5 separate regions of the Mus musculus genome follow, and regions 2, 3, 4 and 5 are each linked to region 1. Evidence: chromatin contacts called from public Hi-C, HiChIP or PLAC-seq, Micro-C and promoter capture Hi-C data. All regions are on one chromosome and are shown on one strand. The core of a region is the stretch at or near the end of the contact, and the rest is flanking DNA. Distances in the headings are between cores, read along the strand shown.

Evidence for each region. Promoter capture Hi-C pulls out the DNA fragments that hold promoters and counts their contacts. Hi-C and Micro-C count contacts between places; a contact is called where the count stands out from the background. HiChIP or PLAC-seq counts read pairs in DNA pulled down with a chosen protein or histone mark.
Region 2: a Micro-C map of embryonic stem cells shows a contact between it and region 1, with 2.0 times the contacts expected there. The contact joins the promoter of Wee1 here to the promoter of Denn2b in region 1. A contact is called at or near these places in 2 of 39 promoter capture datasets (liver and maxillary cranial neural crest) and 1 of 484 Hi-C or Micro-C datasets (embryonic stem cells).
Region 3: a Hi-C map of embryonic stem cells shows a contact between it and region 1, with 4 times the contacts expected there. The contact joins the promoter of Lmo1 here to the promoter of Denn2b in region 1. A contact is called at or near these places in 6 of 39 promoter capture datasets (cranial neural crest, embryonic stem cells and pre-B cells), 16 of 484 Hi-C or Micro-C datasets (embryonic stem cells and muscle stem cells) and 5 of 115 datasets of contacts at active chromatin or transcription factors (all in embryonic stem cells).
Region 4: a promoter capture Hi-C map of cranial neural crest shows a contact between it and region 1. The contact joins the promoter of Tmem41b here to the promoter of Denn2b in region 1. A contact is called at or near these places in 2 of 39 promoter capture datasets (cranial neural crest and maxillary cranial neural crest) and 1 of 115 datasets of contacts at active chromatin or transcription factors (pancreatic cancer cells).
Region 5: a contact with region 1 is called in an H3K27ac HiChIP or PLAC-seq map of stem cell-derived neural progenitor cells. The contact joins the promoter of Dennd5a here to the promoter of Denn2b in region 1. A contact is called at or near these places in 4 of 39 promoter capture datasets (the C10 cell line, cranial neural crest, liver and 1 more) and 2 of 115 datasets of contacts at active chromatin or transcription factors (microglia and stem cell-derived neural progenitor cells).

Annotation. Positions count from the first base shown.
Region 1 is chr7:109,615,194-109,619,054 of GRCm38.p6, reverse strand. Denn2b (DENN domain containing 2B) reads left to right here and starts at 1,908. Exons shown (of 20, transcript NM_001001326.1): 1 at 1,908-1,997.
Region 2 is chr7:110,120,158-110,124,018 of GRCm38.p6, reverse strand. Wee1 (WEE 1 homolog 1 (S. pombe)) reads right to left here and starts at 1,960. Exons shown (of 11, transcript NM_009516.3): 1 at 1,094-1,960. The coding sequence starts at 1,669.
Region 3 is chr7:109,173,569-109,177,429 of GRCm38.p6, reverse strand. Lmo1 (LIM domain only 1) reads left to right here and starts at 2,223. Exons shown (of 4, transcript NM_001302205.1): 1 at 2,223-2,492. The coding sequence starts at 2,471.
Region 4 is chr7:109,984,043-109,987,903 of GRCm38.p6, reverse strand. It overlaps Tmem41b (transmembrane protein 41B), which reads left to right and starts at 1,674. Exons shown (of 7, transcript NM_153525.5): 1 at 1,674-1,942. The coding sequence starts at 1,822.
Region 5 is chr7:109,958,343-109,962,203 of GRCm38.p6, reverse strand. Dennd5a (DENN/MADD domain containing 5A) reads left to right here and starts at 1,782. Exons shown (of 23, transcript NM_021494.1): 1 at 1,782-2,130. The coding sequence starts at 2,022.

The sequences.
Region 1 (3,861 bases), core at 659-3,158:
GCTGGCCTTGCTTCTTTCCAGTTCCAGGAGCTCATATGCAACAGAAGGGTTCTGGTCTCCCCAATTCAGGCCCCAACTTTATTCTTTCTAAGGACAAGATACCAAAGAATCTCTAACTCCGGTGTGCCGCTAGGGGGAGCATGGCCTGCGTTGTGTGTCTGGTCTTAGGGCTTTTAACATTTAGATTACTTTAGTGACTGACTTTCTGCTTTGGTAGCCTGACTCACACTGTTTGACTGGAAGGGTCCCAGAAAATTTTAGTTGATATTGTCAACTCCAGTGAATTTGATCTTATTGTAGAAAGGGGTGGACTTGCCTCATCTGGGTTCGGAGACTAGGCAGGTGTGTGTTCCTTGGGTTCAGATAAAGAGCAGAATTTGCTGTGTTTAAGAGGAAAGAGAAACAGAGCTTTAGTGATACTGAATTCCTATGCAGATGTGGGGATTCTGGGCTTATCACTACTTAAGGATCTGTAGTAGTCTGCCATTTCTACTTGGGTTTTATGTCGTGTTTTTGTGTATTATCTTCAGCATATATTTGTGAGTTAAATTCAAGTCAACCAAAGTCTGGTTTTGGGAATTTTGTAGCATACTGAAGGTGAGTCAACATCACAAGGAATTCTGCAAGGGATAAGCGTTACAGATTCCATCAGGGCCCCCCCACCCCTCCCCCAGCATTATTTTGAGGAGCAGCATTGGAGAATGGCCTCCTTGAGCCTCATTGTCTTCATCCTCATCAGCCTCCACCTTCCCACATGCAGTCAATCCATTTACCAACCCCGAGTTCTACTTGAAAAATATATCTACTAGATTGGTGGAGGAGAGGTACTAACAATTGGGGGGTGGTGGATGAGAGCTGAGTGCCTAATTTGAAGTGTTTTTGACTAATAGCACCTTGACACTGCACCTCACACCCTAGTCCTCTGCCACCCCAGTATGAGATATATTCATAGAAAGTAGAAAGTCGGGAGGAGGCTGGCTCAGTGACAGGTGGCCAGTTGGCGATGAGGTCAGGCACTGCTAAGGTCTTGTGACTCTAGCTCTGGTATTCTTGGCAACTGTTCTGCTTAATGTATGCCAGAAAGTTGAAAGGCTTGGACACTGGTTTTGGATCTCTCATTTCCTGGTTCAGTAAATGGGAGCAAGTAATTTAACTTTACTTTAGATACATTTTTAAAATGTGTTAAATTAATATAACACCAGTCGTAACTTTTAGGACTACTCTGTCAGAGAAAAAAATGAACCAGGATTTGGGAGGTTATTTTGGGAAGATGTAAGATAGTACTTGGGGGTAGGGCAGGGCATTTTTTCTCTAGTTTGCAGCAGATATTGTGCATGTCATAGATGTTATCGGTCATTAAATCTTTGGGCTAGAAGGGTGGCAGATAGATTTACCTTAACAGGACTTAGATAGAGTCTTCACTTTCCCTTGGAGGCCCACACTTGTGGTTCTTAGAAAATGAGCTGGTTTTCAAGATCAGGCTTCTGTGTACTTTATAGCAAAACATAAAGGACTAGGAGACCCTTGACTTGTCTCTACTCTCAGTTCCTAACTAGTTAGGTAAGTGTGGATCAAGTATCTGATCTCTCTGGGCCTCAGTGATCCCATCTATAAAATGGTAGCAAACCTATCTGACCAGTGTGTTAAGAGCATCAAACAAACTAGTACATCTATTTTGAGAGGGTTAGGCAGCATCCAAGCAAAAGTATACATAGGGCTACTAAAAGGGCCTTCTGTGTCCCAGGTACGGCCCTGGCACTTGTACAGTTTCTCATTGGAGGCCTGGGCTGTGGATCTTTTGTTCAGAGAGGAGGCTGTTTGCATTGTGTTTGATGTCCTGGCTCTGACTGTAGACTTAAACAGTGTTCCTCCTAATCCTGATCTAGTTTGTTTCTTCTCCTTTGCAGGAAGACAAGAGACTGCTTGGGCTCTGGCACTAGTACCATGGGACCCTGTACTGGCTAAAAGCTGTCTCCAGGACCTGAACAGTCAACAAGGTAACCAGAGAGGCCAGTCTAGGCCAGCTTCTAGGATGTGAACTGTGTTTCTGCCCCAAATGCTCCTGAAAAATCCCAAGCGAACAAACAAGTTGAGGCAGCACGCATCAGGGTCCCTCCTCATTCCGCTGCTGCTGCAGGACCCAGAGGAAGTGCTTGCTTCCCCTCCAAGCCTTCAGCTAGCTCCCTCCCCTTTGGCAGGGATTCTTCCAAGTTATAAAAGCTGAGACACTAGAGGGGAGGAAAACAAGTCCACTCACTGTCCTCACCCTTCTCCCCTCTGGGTTGTTGCAGCAAGTTCCCAGGAACAGACCTGGGCTCCTGGTTGACTGGAAGGGAGGTAGGAGGAGTGGAATGCATGCATAAACTGAGCCGATCAAAAGACCGCGCTGTTTCAAGGCCGGCTAGAACTCAGAGAATGTGTAGAAGCACGCGCACGCATAAACGTGCGCGTGCTAGCTCGCTCCTGGGACACCGGGTTGAGGGAGAGCGCCTAGCTGAGTGAGAGCAAGCCTGCAAGCGTGTGTGCAGCCTAGGACAGGTCTCCATGACAACCAGCCTGACTGGCTAGCTGCGCTAGCTCTGCTCACTTGGCTGGAAGGAGTGTCTTGAAAGGTCAGAGGAAGGAGCTGTGGGAAGTTCGCAGCAGGTACTGGAGCTTAAGCCAGTGGATCTGGGGGCCCTGGGCTCCCTAAGCGACTGTGGTGTGAGCCAGCCTCTGTGGAGAATGGAGTGGGCAAGAAATCACCCGGACTACCAGGTAAGGGCACCTCTGAGCCCCTTGCTTTGAGTCGGGCTGTTTATGGCAGGCCAGTGTCTGTGCTCTTCACTTCAGAGTTTGGGGGTCGAGAATGATGTCATACTCCAACAGTTGGATTCTATTAGCTCCGGGAGGAGGAGGGAAACTGCCAATTTTCTTGACTTTGCAAATCTAGCTAATCTCACTCTGGCTGAATCGGAGATGTTTAGGCTTCACTCTGCTTTTATTTAGCACAAAGCCACTGGATATTTTCACAGGAAGGTTCTTTTATAGGAAAATGAGTTCTCATCGCTCTAGCACTGTTGAAGTTCTTATGTGGAAACTTTTGAGCAGCTTGGTCGGTTTTACCTCGTGCTCTCTTATCTCCATGCTGCTATGTCTGACTTGTAACAACAATCAAAGTAGCTAATGAAGCTCAGAGAGGAGCCTGCAGTGAGTTTCAAGTCCATCTGGGACACTTGACAGGGCAGAGGGACTGGCACAACAATATCTGAGCGGGGGCCTTGCACTGTCTATGAAGTAGCTTTGGAAATAGGAAACAACCCCCTCCCCATTAATGATGCCCATCACAGGGTTTCTTGAGTTGTGGAGGGGACTTTCTTGGGTTTTGGGGACTTGCAAATATCTGTCTCATCCAGATGTTGCAGAGAGCTGTCTTAACACTACAGCTACGGGGAGCTGGGAACTTGAAGGACTATGCTGTATGATCCCTTTTGCTCCTATTTTAACCAAATCCCAGCACACACAGTGTCCAGTCATGCATGCCTTGTCCTAAATTTCAGAGGAGTGATGTGTGGTAAACACAGCGTGTCTAGGAAAGGAAAGCCTTCCAGAAAGGTAGTTTTATAGGTGTTAAAGTAGTCAGGCCATCCATAATGTTAAGAGAAAGATGAGAGTTGCGGACTCTCCTGCAGGAAAGCCCCTTAAGAAATGCACTTCACTTCAGCCATGTTACATCTTCCACTTACTCCTGGCCTCAAGGAACTTTGTGGAAGCTTTTAGTTTCTCAGTGGGGCCAGGGAACAGCTGTTGTTCCTGGCTCTTTGGTTTTTCCTTCTTGAACTTTCTGAACAGTGTGTCTTTTGTGTCCGAGCAAACAATAAG
Region 2 (3,861 bases), core at 711-3,210, 500 kb before region 1:
AGTAGGCTTTTGCAGGCCACCTCCCTGGACTCCTCCCCTTACTAAGGGGGATGGTGCCCTGGGCCTGTCCGCCTATAAAATTAGCAAAGCACAAAAGCACCTGGATGTTCGAGATTTAAGACTAAAGTTGCATGGAAATCAATAGATTCCCTTTAAAAGGCTTATGTCGAGGGGCATGGTAGGGCGCCTTTAGTTCCAGCACTCGGGAGGCAGAGACAGGAGGATCTCTGAGTTCCTAGTTCCTACAAAGTAGGTTCCAGAACAGCCAAGGTTACACAGAGAAACGTTCTCTCAAAAAAGGGGGGCTTATTTCCCGTGTTAAACTTACAGGTACCATGCCTGTCTTTATTTTGGAAATTGTCTACTCTTAATGTTTTTGTGACTTCTCAAGTATTACCATGACAGTATGCATATTCACCGGCTATTCCAAACGGGTTCTGAACACACTCTGCTTTAAGACACATTAGTTTTGACACACAGACCAACAAAACGGCAGGGGAAACTCCAGAATAAACACAAAGCTTCCGTAATACTAAATCCCGAAAGACAATCAAAAGCAACCTGGAATATCCATGAGTTCACGACGGTAAACACAGAGACTCAAAAGGACGCGCAGAATCTCTAATGCCATATCACATGGAACCACAAGTCCAGGGGGTTGGAACAAACCCTTTAATAAACCTAACTCCTTCCATCCGTGCCCCCCAAATTACAGGCCCGGACACCGGATTTAACAGGCACCATATGGCTCGGAGTGTCAGGTGGCCAGCAGCAATCCGGCACCCTGGCACACCGGACCACCGAGACCCAATACTCAACCACCTGGACAGCGGGGACCAGGCCCTTTGTAAAGTGGAGTAGTTACAGACCAGGCCCATTGTTCAGTTACATAATCTTAACCGACAACTTCTAGGCAGAGCCAAAAAGGGGGGCTGCCAACTTTTTTTTTTTTTTTGAGTGGCGGCGCAGGACAGCGAGCGGGGTGCGGCGGGGCGGTTATGTAACCGAACCCGGGCAGTGGCGCGCAGGGCTGCAGCGCCGCGGCCTTTTTTTTTAAAGGCCCTGGAGCCGGCTCCTCCGCCCCCTCCATTACCTTGGGAGTGTGCGGCGTGTCGAACAGGCGCAGCTTGCGGAAGGTCTTGTGCGGAGGGGTGCTCGGGTAGTCGGGCTGCGGCGAGCAGGGGTCGTCCATGGCTCGCGGAGCCCCGCAACCCTGCGGGGAGGCATCCCCTGGGCCGCCGCAGCGCACTGGCGAGAACGGGCTGCTCAGAAAGTAGGCGGTCGAAGGTGATTTGACGGGCGACGAGGAGCCGAAACCCTCCTCCTCCCAAGAGTCGCCCTCGGCGCCTCCACCCGCCGCTTGCGCGCCTCCGCCGCCGCCCTGCAGCAGCAAGTCGTCCTCCAGCTCTCCCGGGCTGCTGGGCTCCGCGCCGGGCGAGCGACGGCGGCGCTCGGCCTCGGCCTCGGCAGGGCTGCGTGCAGAAGGCAGGGGCGAATCCGGTTCCTGGAAGGCCGAGTCCTCCCCCGTACTGTGGCCGCTGCCTTCCTCCTCCTCCTCCTCCTCTTCCTCACAGTCGCTGCCCGGCGAGAAGATGAGCTTCTGCCGCAGACTGTAAGCGGCTCCTACGCGGCGGGTGGGCGGCGGCTGCTGTCGGCTCAGGAAGCTCATTTCCCGGCTGCAGTCACGGCGGAGCACGGGAGAACACAGGACCGGCGAGCAGAGGCCGGCGGCGTCCAGGTCGCGGCTGGCACAGGGGGCGGGTCCGCCACGTGCGATCGGGCGCGCCGGGCTGAGGCTGCAGCGGGCCTGCGCGGCGGCAACTCCGAGGCCCGTCAAGCTCACGACGGGGCGACGGCGACGGCTGCGGCGCGGGATGTCCAGCGGAGACTGGCCGGTCCAGTGCTGGCGAAAGGCTCCGCAAGTTCGTCCGCAAGTTCGGGTTCCGCGGCTTCCCGCGACCGTTAACCACGTGAGGGCCCAGCCCACCAATCCCCGCCCAGCCCCGGTTTGAAAAAACAGGGAGGGCGCGACGTAGCCCACGGGGGAGGAACCAGCTACGCGATTTTGGCGGGAACTCGCTGACTCCGCCCCACAGCCTAGGCGCGCCGCCAGTCGTGGGCGGGTCGCGGCATCCCGGGCCAATGAGTGGGCCTGGATTGCACAGAACCCCACCCAGAGTCTATGTTTAGAGGACCGGAGCCTGCCGGGAGCCGCCCTGCGAGGAGGGGCGAGAGGACGGCGGCTACTGCCCAGTGCTGGCCTTGGGTCGGCCTCCCTGTCTCCGGGTTCAGAAGCATCCGGACACCGTGCAGCCTTTGGGGACGCCTAGAAGCCTGGTCCAACCCCAGGTTCTGAGGCCCGACCCCTGGGGCGTTCTGGGCGTGGCTGTGTCCAGTCACGTTCTATAGTCGCGGTCCGAGCCGGAAACAGTGACCGAGCTCTGGACCTTGCCCAGCGCGAAACTCAGATAATGAGCTGCAGGACTAGGACACAGAGGTGGCCTCTCACACAGTCTTGTGTCCCTCACAGCCAGACTTATCCGTGATAATTGGTCCTGCCACAAGCCCGAATGCCTGACCTGCAACCGTGGTGTTTATATTTGTTCGCTTACACGTGAGAGTGCGCTAGCCAAACTGATTGGTCCCGGGAGAGAAAAAAAACAAAACAAAACTGAAGTGTAACAGAGGTGAGTGCTGGCGCACACACCTGTGATTCAAACAGTCTGGAAGCTGAGGCAGGAGGACCAGAAGTTTAAAACCCCTTTGCTCTGTAGTGGTCCTGTCTCATAATTTCCAGGAAAAAATAAGTTTCCACAACCTTCTCAACCGTAACTTAAATCTGTTTACAACAAGTGTGTTCCTATTTTGTATGCTATGATCAATCATTTCTCCTTGTTACGGTTTTGTTTTTTTTTTTTTTAGCATTCTCTGCTGGAGTGGGAATTACTGAGGCCAGACTGTCATACAGAAAAGTAGGTTTCTTTTTCACTAGGAAATTAGAACCCACTTTTGGGGAACTGAGGCCATCAGTAGAAAGCTTGATGTTTTTTAATGTAGATTCACATTATCTGGATAATAGCCTATTATACTCTTCTGTTGTCATTTACTGTAGTTAGGAGTACTAATGTGTGTGTGAGCTTTTTTTAACACTTCAAAGGCTGAAAAGTCAAACTGATTTTTGTTTTTGAGACCTGCCTTTGCCGTGTAGCCCGATTATTTGAACCACCTCCAGAGTGCTGGGATTATAGACCTGTGCACCTGCCAGGCCAGGCTGATGGACTGATCTTTGGTTTGGTTTGGTTTGGTTTTGTCTTGTTTTGTTTTCAAGATAAGAAAACTGTGTAGCCCTAGCTGACCACTAACTCACAGGGATCCATTTGACTTGGGAGTTCTGACATTGCTGTTAGATGGGTTGATCAGGGTGACCTGAAAGTAAGATTGAGCTCAACAGAAGCAAATTGCCCTTTACTTAGAACAACGCAGGCCAGTGAGTTTGGCAGTTTCAAAGAGAACTTCTAGAGTGGAAGTTTCCATATGCAGATCTGTTCCACTTAATAGTATCTCAAAAGCATAAATACAAAGGAGGTTGTTATAGTGATCTTCTTGTGGGCAACTTTTATCAGCTTGTCAATGTCAACTCTTCTGAGATTCTCAGTTCATCTGAGGTTTTGGTTTTTTTTTTTTTTTTAAGCCCTCCAATTACAAGTATGAGTCACAGGTCCAGCTTCCAAGCTAAAATTTAAAATTATTATTATTGCCAGGCTGGGCGGCACTTAATCCCAGCACTCAGGAGTAGAGGCAAGCAGAAACTACCATCCAGCTGAAACTACCAAGTAAGACCCTATTTCAAGAATAAATGAT
Region 3 (3,861 bases), core at 974-3,473, 440 kb after region 1:
CAATAAGGCCACACCTACTTGCACATAGCCACACCTCCTAATAGCACCACTCCCTATGGGGCAAGCATTCAAACACATGAGTCCTCCTACTCAAACCACCACAAGATTTGAGGTTGTCCTTTGGTCTCTAGATGTGTGAGCCCACTGACATACACACTGCACCTAAGTGTGCACGAGCACACACATGCATGTACGCCCACACCCACACACACCTGCAGGTGCACACACAAACATACAGGAACACATACACACATGCATGAGAAGATTGTTTAAATTTTAAAATCACATTTACTTATTTAGTTGTTAGGGCAGAGAACACATGCCATGGAGGTCAAAGGACCACCAGCAAGAGTTGATTTTCTTCTTCAGCCATCTGGATCCCCAGGATCCAACCCCAGTTGCCAGACTTGGCTGCAACTGCCTTTTGCTTGCTGAGCCAACTCTCTGTGAACTCCCCCCCGCCCAACCCGGCATTCCCCCCAAAGATTGTCAGAGCAGGAAAGGCACAAGGTAACAAACATTTGGCATCAGGAAGATGATAATCTGGAACTGCTTAGGATGGAGAGAAAAGGGAATTGGCAAACCAGCCACGGCATGGGTACACCCAGGGCCTCAGCACTGCTGGGTATCTAAGCAGCCAATTTGGAGGCACCCTCTGAACAGCCTTCTTTTCATCACTAAATTGAACATAATTTGTGCAATAATTTCAGAAACTTTCCCAGATACTTTGAGACCATGTATAAAGATGGAGGGGGGGCAGGGGGATCGGTGTGACTCTCCCTATTCTCCCCACCCCTCCATCAGAATGTGTTTTGATAAGTGGGGGCTTGAGTACAGCATAAGGACTACTAAGCCCCCCCCACTCACCAATTAAAATTTTTAAGCCTCCATGGAAGGAGTGAATATTAGTTTCCTGATTTATAAAAGCCAAATGGATTAAGCTCATTCATTGCCCGAGGAAACAAAAAGGAAATCTTCAATACCTCTGTGCACATTGAGAACTCGAACAATACCAGTCTTTGGAAAGCAGAAACCTAATTTGGGGGAATCAATTACCCTCTGTGTCCCTGCCTCTGTGGGCTCTCTCCCTGGCTCCCTCAATAGAGATTTCCTGGGAGGTAAAATGTAGAGTTGGTCCACTATAAGCACACCCTCTCTCCAGCTTTGAGACTGGAGGCGAACTAGGATGGGGTGGGTAGAGCTGCCCCCGTGTCAAGCCTGTGTGAGAGTGGGGGCTTTTATGGTACATTGAAGCGTGAGGGTAGCATTGAATGGGAAGAGGCAGTGAGGGGGAAAGGAGTAAGGGGCGAGGTGGGGTGGGAACTTGAGGGTGCATGTGGCAAAGTCCAGTCAGAGCAGGAGCAGGTGACTGGGGAGGGGGTAGATATTGTGGAGTAGGCTGGCTCCAGCTTCACCCACACCATCCTCACTGCCCTCTTTACCCCCTACTCTGCTCCTGCCTGGCTTCTCTTTTGTAGTCTGTGCTTTCCAGGGTTGTAGCTGCAATTGCTGGGCTATAATGAAAAAGGAGGGGGTAGTGTGGCAGGGAGTCACATTCTCAAAGTCATACTCTGAGAAGTACTCTGCATTCCTGCGCTGGGTCTCTAACCTTAGTCCGCAGTCCCAGACCACACCCAGCTCAACTCATACACGGAGTTGGAGTCCCACACTTACACCAGAACGTTCTTCCGTTGAATTTGCACACTCCCACACGCGATGGCACAAATGCCACCCTCCCCACTGGTCATAAGCTGTCTCAGCGGCCCACCACCCCACACATCCCTCACTCAGGCATGCGGTCACACAGGCACACACACATGCACAGACTCCCTCACATGCACACACTCAGGCTGTGCTTTTGTGTTTTGTCAGAATTAATGAGAAAAGTTCCCGTGCCCTGCGGGTAATTAGTGTCCTTGGAGTTAAATAAGCTAATGGCGGGCACCTCTGGCCCAAGCAATTATGTTTGTGTATTGAATAATTGATTCAAAGGGGGGGAAGGGCCGCTAATCAGATCTGAGCATAATGAATTGATTTAATTAACAGGGGAGTCTGAGGGGCCCTGGGAAATGCAAGCTGCACTCTGGTGAGAGCGAGCGCAGCAGACTGCAAGCGGGAACCCAAGCGCGCGGCTGCGGCGGCTGCTCCGGCCCGGGCTCCGGCCCTAGCTCGGGTTCAGGCTCCCGCTTGGCTCGGGCCGGGTCCCAGTTGCTCAGCCCACGCGGCCGCGGCCCCGCCCGGCGCCCGCCCCTGAGCGCGCCGCGCCCTCGCTCGCTTGCTCCTTCCGAGCGCCCTGCCCGCCCGCGGCGCTGCGCTCCGGGCGCCGCTCCGTCCGCCCTCCTCGGCGGCCACGGGGCGCGGGGCCCACGCGCGACCGCGGGAAGCAGCGCAGTCGCCCCGTAGGTGACAGTCCGAGCCGCGAGTCCCTTTGCATCCTCCGCCCGCACCCGGCTGGAGCCGCCTGGGGACTATGGTTTTGGACCAAGAGGACGGTAGGTGCTCAGGGACACTTGGGAACAGCGGGGGCTCTGCCGAGGCTACCTCCATCCCGGTGACAGAGGCCCAGGCACCGGTCTCGACCGCTGCTTGGAGCCTGTTGGCGGCTTCCCGGAAGCTCGGAAGCTGGACGTGTGCCCTGTGTGTGTGAGTGTATGTTGAAGGTGCCAGGAGGCTCTGCGCCGCCCCGTGTTCCTCGCCGGGATGAGGAAGTCTCCCCCCCGCCCCGCGCGCATCCTGGAGCCTGTTAGCTGGGCACACTGCAGCCGGGAACTTTCTCTCTCGCTCTTGCCCCATTGCAGGCATCCGGAGCATACAGAGAACCCGTGGGGTGCGGGCTTCCCGGTTGTGGTTGTACCCACCGCCAGCCACTCTCTGGGCCTCCTTGAGTATTTTCATGTTTTTCCATACCGCAGTGTGAAAGGGAGCCCGAGAGGGGTGCTCAGAGAACTTGGCGGATGAAGGTGTATTCTAAATAGTTTGGTCCTTGGGTCCGCCCAGCCTTGCACCTGGGGACTGAGACTTCAGGGCCTACTTGGTGGGTGGTGTTATCTTGGCCCTCTGCAGGGCTAGGAGGTTGCATGCCATCAGTTCACCCAGACTACATTAGTGAGTATCCTGCTGGTTAGGATAGATGGGTGGACTAGACAAGAAGTTTGGGGCCTTTAGGGTCTCCTACTGTTACCAGATCTACCAGACTACCAGGTCCGTTTGTATTAAGAATCTCATTTTCTCTCATTTTTGGCCAGGTGGGTTGGGGTTGGGGGAACCCAGGATAGTTAAGTGTCTTGCTCTGCAGCCCAGGCTGGGATCATATTGCTTTTCTTAAGGAGCCCCGACCCCTAAGACTGCTGTAAACTTTGGGTCTCACAAAATCTAAGTCTACCCTTGGGTCTGACTATTCCCTCCCCCGCCCTCCCCCTCCCCCCAACTGCACTGTAGTTGTCTGGAGAAGTCATCTCTGTACCATCCTCTGGGCTGAGGACATTCATGCCTAGAGTATGACATAGTAGGACAAGGAGACTCCGAAATTTAGAGTTGGGAGCTGCTAATCACTAGGAAGAGGGTCTGTCTGTCTGGTCTCTTCTTTGGTCCCAATAATTACTTGTCTTGTCCTACCATCTTCCCCTATAGTGATCAATTGTCCTGGCTTGTTCAGGACAGTCTGTTTTAGCATAGAAAGTCTGGTAGCAGAGGAAATCCCCGAGTCTTAGGGCAGACCTGTGTCCTTCTAAACCCCTAGCTGTTTAGGGGCTCGTATACAGGGGTGGGGTGGCTCTCATGGAGGGGCAGGGTAGATTTGTGCAGATTTGGCTTAGGCCTTTCTAAGGCCTAACAGTTTATGACTGCAGTTTCTGAGAAGGC
Region 4 (3,861 bases), core at 425-2,924, 370 kb before region 1:
CATTTCTCCAGTCCCAGGTGTTCACTTTTTTTTTTTTTTTTTTTGGTTTTTCGAGACAGGGTTTCTCTACAGCCCTGGCTGTCCTAGAACTCACTCTGTAGACCAGGCTGGCCTCAAACTCAGAATTTCACCTGCCTCTGCCTAGCAAGTGCTGGGATTAAAGGTATGCACCACCATGCCCGGTCACGTATTCACTTTTTATAAAATGATTTTTTGTTTCTTTTTAATTTTAATTTTATTAACACTACACTTACTGCTGCGTGCTTGAATGTTATGTTGAAATCAGAGGACGCCAGGCTATGGTGGCGTACGCCTTTAATCCCAGAATTTGTGAGCCAGAGGCAGGGGAATTTCTGAGTTCAAGGTCAGCCTGACAGCCTGGTCTACAGAGCGAGTTGCAGGACAGCCAGGGCTACACAGAGAAACCCTGTCTCAAACCGCCCCCCCCCCCAAAAAAAAGTAATCAGAGGACAACTTCCAAGAGTTAGTTCTCACCTACTGCTATTAGGTCTCAGAGACCGAAATAAGCCTGTCAAGTTTAAGAGACAAATACTTCTACGCACTGAGCTGCCAATTCTCTAGATATCAGATTATTTCTTCTAAGTGTAATTACTGCTTAAGAACAATCCAATTCCCCACTCCCCCTTTTTGTCCAAATTTTAAAATACACTGCTAAGTTACTTTCACGAAGAAATTCCCCACTATTACCTTCGATACCTGCTTTTAAAAAAGATAACGAAAAAAATGTCAATTGGATAGGGGCATCGCTCAGCAACAGAATGGTGTGGTTTGTATGCCCAAGGTCTAAGATTATATCGACAGCAAGAACAAAACAAAACAGGGCTGGAGAGATGGCTCAGTGGTTAAGAGCACCGACTGCCCTTCCGAAGTCTTGAATTCAAATCCCAGCAACCACATGGTGGCTCACAAACATCCGTAATGAGATCTGATGCCCTCTTCTGGTCTGTCTGAAGACAGCTACAGTGTACTTAGATATAATAATAAATAAATCTTAAAAAAAAAAAAGAACAAGACAAAGCAAAATCCTAAAGAAGAGGTGACTCTAATATACTTACCAGTGAGAAGCTGGATATGAGGGGCAGAAGGAGAAAAACTGTCAAGAAGCTATGCCTTGGCTCAGGAAACGCCAAAATATAGCGAGTAAGGGTGAATTTACTTTGGACAGGTGAGTGAAAAACCTTGGACTCTAAACTAATTTCTGTCACTCTGTGATCTTCTTTGTTTCTAGGTCTCAATTTTGTGAGATTCAGGTACGTTTGTCTCATGTTTTAAATTTTACACGATTTTAAGAACAGGCTTCCAGCTTCCACAGCGCTTGTAACCCATTTGCTGCGGAACGAATGGAATCTCCAACACCAACTAGTCGCGCGCAGACACTTCCGGTTGGCGGAACAAAGAGTCTGAAGTACTCGAGCCTCACTTCCGTGTGACGAAAGCTACGCGGAGAAGTCGGACCTTAGGCCGCAGACCCATGACTTGCCAATGCGATATTGCTCATGCGCCCTACACCAGCGAGGTGGGCGGGGCCCCGGAGGGGGCGGGGTCGGCCCTGACTTGTCTCGCGGTTACTGGGCGTGCGGGAGCGCGCGAGGTTCGTGGGCGGTTCTGGGCGGGCCCTCACCTGATATCTCTGGAAGGCTCCGCCGAGTGTCAAGTTTTCGAGGTCGTCTCAGGTGAGGTGGTCGTGCCGGAAGTAGTTGTGCCTCGCGCCTGGGTGTTGAAAGAAAGCTGCGGGAGGAGCTTTAGTCATTCAAGGGGGCGCGGCACCAGTAGGAGCTCTTCGCGGCCCCCGCAGCAGCCATGGCGAAAGGCAGAGTGGCTGATCGATCGCCCACCGAAATGTTGCACTCGACCCCAGCCGGGGACCGGGCAGTGAGGACCCAGGGTTCCGCCGCGCCTGGCAGCAAAGATCATCTGAACGGTGAGTGGACCTGCGGGACGGGGCTGAGGCTGCCCTAAAGATTAGGACCCCGTGGTGCAGGTCGCAGGGAAAGAGGGACCTTTCAGCACCGAAGCATCTCAGCAAGAGAGTCCTGTACTTGGCGGGGAACCCAGCATGACAGAGGGCTAGACTCCTCCTAGTTAGTTTTTTCTCAATAGACTTTAGTCAAAGGAAGCGGTGACCCCGACTTGTGACACCAAATAGACCGGTTCGTTATCCAGGCCACCCAGACAGGTATTTGAGAGACTTGAGCTTTCGTTGTATTGTTTTACAGATGAACATACTGAGGACTATGCAGCTCCATGACTTGTGTAGAGTCACAGAGCCACACTAAGGTTGTGATTAAGAGCAAAGACTTGCCCTTCCAGGTGCCACTTGAAAGTGTCAGATTCTAGCCGGTGGTAGTTGTAGTTGCGCGTCCTTTTAATCCAGTTCTCCGGAGACAGACAAGTTCCAGGTTACACAGAGAAAACCCTGCCTCGAAAAAAACACAACATTTTCAGCTCTTGTGTTTCCATTTAACCTGGTTTGTAACTTAAAAAAAAAAAATTGTTTGATTTGTTTTCAAGCTAAGTAGCCCTGGTTGTATTGGAGGACCTTGCTCTGTAGATTAGACTGGCCTCTAAGGCAAAGAATGGCTTCCTTCAGCCTCCCAAGTACTTGGATCCAAGGCGTGCAGGCGTACACTACCGCCTTGTTTTTTTTTTTGTTTTTTTTGTTTTTTTTTTTTTTGGTCTTTCAAGACAGGGTTTCTCTGTATAGCCCTGGCTGTCCTGGAACTCACTCTGTAGATCAGGCTGGCCTCGAACTCAGAAATCGTCTGCCTCTGCCTCTCAAGTGCTGAGATTAAAGGCGTGTGCCACCACTGCACGGCCTTCGCCTTGTACTTTTTTTTTTTTTAATTTATTTATTACATGTAAGTACACAGTAGCTGTCTTCAGACACACCAGAAGAGGGTATCAGATCACGTTACAGATGCTTGTGAACCACCATGTGGTTGCTGGGATTTGAACTCTGGACCTTTGGAAGAGCAGTCGGGTGCTCTTACCCACTGAGCCATCTCACCAGCCCCCTCCCTGCCTTCTACTTTTTAAAAGACCTTGTTTGGTTCTGTAGGTCAAGCTGATTTGGAACTCAGAGATCCACCAGCCTTAGTTTTCTCAAGTACTTGGATTAAAGGAGTAGACCACCTGCAGAGATGGATTTGTAACTTTTAAAAAGTATCTGAGCTGGGCGTGGTGGCACACACGCCTTTAATCCCAGGGGATTTCTGAGTTCGAGGCCAGCCTGGTCTACAAAGTGAGTTCCAGAACAGCCAGGGCTATACAGAGAAACCCTGTCTCAAAATAACCAAAAAAGAAAAAGTATCTGAATTTTAAAACGAGAATAGTTATTTGCTTGGTTGATGCAAGGGTGTAAACAAAACAGTTCACCTAAACATAGCTTCTGTGGAGTGGTGGCCTGCCTCTATTATTCTGGAGGCAGAGGAAGGTGGCTCTCTATTGAGTTCTAGGTCAGCCTGGTCTACAAGAGTATCAGGACAGCCAGGTATGTTACAAGGAGAAACCCTGTCTCAAAGCAAACCAACTAAAACCCAAAACAATAACAAAAAACACCCAACGAAGTAACTAAGGAATACGGGGACTCATTCATAAATTGTTTTAGTCTCGTACACTAACCTGAAATTTCTTGGCTCTGTATAGTTTTAAGGGGAAAATATAAGCTCTTTGATTTTGTAATGGCTTAACATTATTCATTGCTTTTCAGCAACTGTAATGATTTCATCCTTTTACGTGCCTTTGAAGCTCAAACATCTGAAGTGATTAGAACAAATAGCCATTAAATTGTTTGCAGCTCACTCACACTGCTGTCTTCCATTGCTACTAATGGCCAAAATG
Region 5 (3,861 bases), core at 533-3,032, 340 kb before region 1:
ATGCTGGGATTATAGGTTTGCGCCACTATACCTGGCTTTCCCATCTTCCATATTAGTACATTCCTCAGTGCTGCCTAAATGTCTGGCTTTTCCACTCTTTATTGTGGGCACACATTTGATCCTTAGAATCACCAGAAGCCTTCCATGACCGTGACCCAGCACCAAAAGGCGTTCTTTTCTTTGCTTTATTAAGCTCTCTGAGCCCCCTGCACAGACTCTGAGTCCCAAGCATGTGGGTTATAGTATCATCACTTCAGATGGACTTTGTAAAGCTACCCAGTCCTCTTGATTTCTCCCAGCCGCTCAGGTTAGATATAGGGAGCAGATGCTATGGTTTCCAGTGATGTTGGCTGTGACCTCTCAACCAACCTCCCAAAGGGATCCAGTACTTGAGAGGAATACTGGGACAGAACCCAGGAGAGAGCCCAGGTTCAGCCCTTGGGGAAGCCAATTGCCTTCTATAGTCCTTAGCTGGCTGCCTGCCAGAGCAAACCTGGCGCACACTATTCTGTAACAACAATGACAATGTATATAATATTTATGGAGTGCCTTCTATGTTCTGGGTATAATCCTCACCACTTTACCTATACATGCATTTATTTTGTACTTTGACAAAAATCATGCCTGTTGGCACCTAGAAATTACATAAGTAAGTTGCCAATATCATATTGTACATTATAAGTCAGAATTCAAACTGGGGGACTGTTTCTAGAGCCCATGCTAGCAGCCACTACAGTTTCTCTTCCTTGGCCTCTGATGTTACAGTACAGACCCACCTGAGCCTGGTGTGATGATGCAGGCCTTTAAGCCCAGCACTGAGCAGGCAGAAGAAAGAGTATTGCATCAGGGTAATACAGGTACATAGCAAGTTCTGGGTCAGACAGGTCTATAAGTGAGACCCTATCCAAAAAAACCAAATCAAATCAATCAACCAACCAACCACCAAAAGAAGACACATCTGGCTAGCTTCTGTAGAAAATGAAGTCAGAGGGTCTGTTCTTTAGACAAGAGACAAGGACCAGGAGGTTTCACCTGTTCAGCCACCCTTTCTCTTCTACAAGCAAATTCTCACTAGAAGGAAGAAAGGAATGAATGAATGAATGAATGAATGAATGAAGGGTGATGGATAGATGGATGAATGGACAGAGAATTCTGTGAGCATGAAAAGAACTAAGTGAAGGGGGAGGGAGACTTCTGGGGCTTCATGAAAGGGGGAGAGTTTGGTGCATGGAAGAAGCCCTGCTTGTGGGGTGCGGGGCAGTGAGCTAGCGCAGGATTCAAGCGTAGGGTTGTTTCTTGCATTTTTTGAGCCTCAGTTTCCCTATCTGCAAATTAAAGGTAAATAGAAGATAAGCTGACCCACTCTCTCCAAAGAACAGAGTTTCCTCAGATCTATTGGGGAAAGCTGACACTGAGGAGAGGTGACAAGGAGAAGCTGCTCTGTGGTGACAGTATAGGAGCAGGATTCGGTGGGCTTCACAGTTCAGCCCTGCAGCTCTTATGCCGGTGACACGGCCAGCACGAGCCACCATGGCCCACTCTTTCCGCACACCGCATCCGATTTCTCTAAAGGGTGTCGCAGTCGCGTGGAGGTGGCTGCAGTCGCGGGATCCCAGCAGCTGACCGCTGGCCACTCTGTGGTGGCTGCTCTGGAAGCCCAGGCCCCCGGGGCCCAAAGAGCATCACGTCATCCTTTGCGCCCGACGACCGCCCCTCCCCGACCGCGCGTGCGCACGCGGTGGCGGCGGGTGGGGGGCCGCGGTGGGGCGGGCGGCCGCTCTCCGCCCTTCCTCAGGCTTGCTCAGGCCGCGGTGCAGAGGACAGCGTCCAGGATGCGGCGCGGGGTGGCCCGGCGCCCCCCTGCCCCGGCACGGCAGCGGCGGCCGCTAGGACCCGGCGAGGCCCGGGGGCGGCGGCCGGAGCCTCGGTAGCGGCGGCGGAGGGAGCGGCGGCTGAGGGCGGGCGGGCGGCCGGGGGCGGGGGCTCGGCTCCGCGCGGCTTGCCCCGCTCGGCCCGGAGCCATGAGCGGCGGCGGCGGCGGAGGGGGCTCGGCGCCCAGTCGCTTCGCCGACTATTTTGTCATCTGCGGGCTGGACACCGAGACCGGGCTGGAGCCGGACGAGCTGTCGGGTGAGTGCGCGCGAGCCCGGGCTAGGGCCCGCGGGGCCCGCTTTGTCCCGGGAGCCCAGTGAGGGTCGGGCGAGCAGACGGGACGCGGGTCCCGCGGGCCTGCTGCCCCCCGCGCGGTGGTCGCCGCGTCGGCAACCTGGGGAGACGCGGACGCTGGGTGCGCTCAGAGGTCGAGGGGCTTAGTCCACAATGAAGGGAAGCTTGCCTTCTAGCACCCTTTTGGGAGGAAAGAAGTTAGCCCACTTCCTAGTGAGAGTTAGTCCCACCCAGACTTTTCAAAAGAGCAAAACAAAAACTTGATGAGTTTATTTGGCCTCTTCCCAAGAAGCCGGCGAGACCAGTTCCTCAAAACCGTTATAACTCACTCCTGAGCAGGCCAGGCCCGGGCTTTTCCTTCACAGTTCTGCCCCTCTTGATCGGACGTGAAGTGACAAATTGAACCGGGTTACACCAAGAACGGGTTCTCTCTTGGCGCTAGAAAAGAACTTGTACCCAGGGCCATGCTTTTGTTGTTGTTGTTGTTGTTGTTTGTTTTTTAAGTTAATGTCCTTTACCAGGCGAGGGTCATTTGTGAATGAAGGCAGCGCGTCCCAGTTGGACAGGTTGTGCAGTGTTGTGATGCCTCTCAAGTTATCTTTCGAAGAGGAAGTGATGGGGGAGTGACAGTGAGGCCCTGATGAGATTTGGCACCCATTGCTTGAAGGTGTAAGAATTATAAAATCCCCGGTGAATTCCTGCGCGCCCACATTGGAGTTGCAACAGTTTTGAAAAGTTTTTGGGTGGCCAGTAAGCAGGTTTCAGTGGTTGGAGGCTTGTCGTGTTAGACTTTAAAGTTATGTCATGCTGATTCGATGAGGGAAACTCCTCTCCCCCTTTCTGTCACGATGTGGTAGTCATTGAACACCGTACAGTTTCTCTATTGAAAGTGATCATCCAGTCTTGGATTTTTTTTTTTTTGTCACTCCAGTTTGTTTGTTTGTTTCTCCTCCGATTCTTCTTCTTCCTCCTCCTCCTCCTTGTCTTCCTCTTTCTCCTCCTTATCTCTCCAACCCCCCACTGGTTTCTTGGTGTAGCTCTAGTTGTATTAAAACACACTCTGTAGGCCAGTGTGGCCTCAAAGTCAGAGATTTGCCTGCCTCTGACTCTTGGGTGCTGGGATTAAAGGAGTGCAACACTACTGCCTGGTGAATTCCACTGTTTCTTATGGGGAAAAAAAAGAGTGCACACTTCAGATGATAAAGCTGGATTGTCTTTTAAAACTATGAGAAACTGATGCCTTATACAACACCCTGAAGTAGGAATGGGCTGATCCTAGCTAAGCCTTTGTTCTAGCCTGAGTAGTCCAAGCTCAAAGTACAGACAGATGTTGCCATCTGGTTCATAAGGATTAACTTTAGAATTGTGGATGATGTAGTTGTTGGATTGCAGTTCCAGGTATTGGTGGTGGATGGGATGTGAGAGGGAAATGAGGCCCAGAAGGACAGCAGGGATGATATCGGTCCAAAACTTCTTTGGTGGCATGCTGCACCACAGCAGCCTCTCTGGAGGTTTTTAAAAAACAGTAACGTGGTCACTGGTGTACATCTGTTATCCCAGCGTTTGGGAGGCAGAGGCAGGAAGATTGCCACAAGTTTAAGGCCCGACTGGCCTTCATAGTGAGACCCTGGCGAAAAAGACAAAAGAAAAACAAACTAACCTGTTGAGAAGGGTTAAAAACAACAGTCTTTCTGG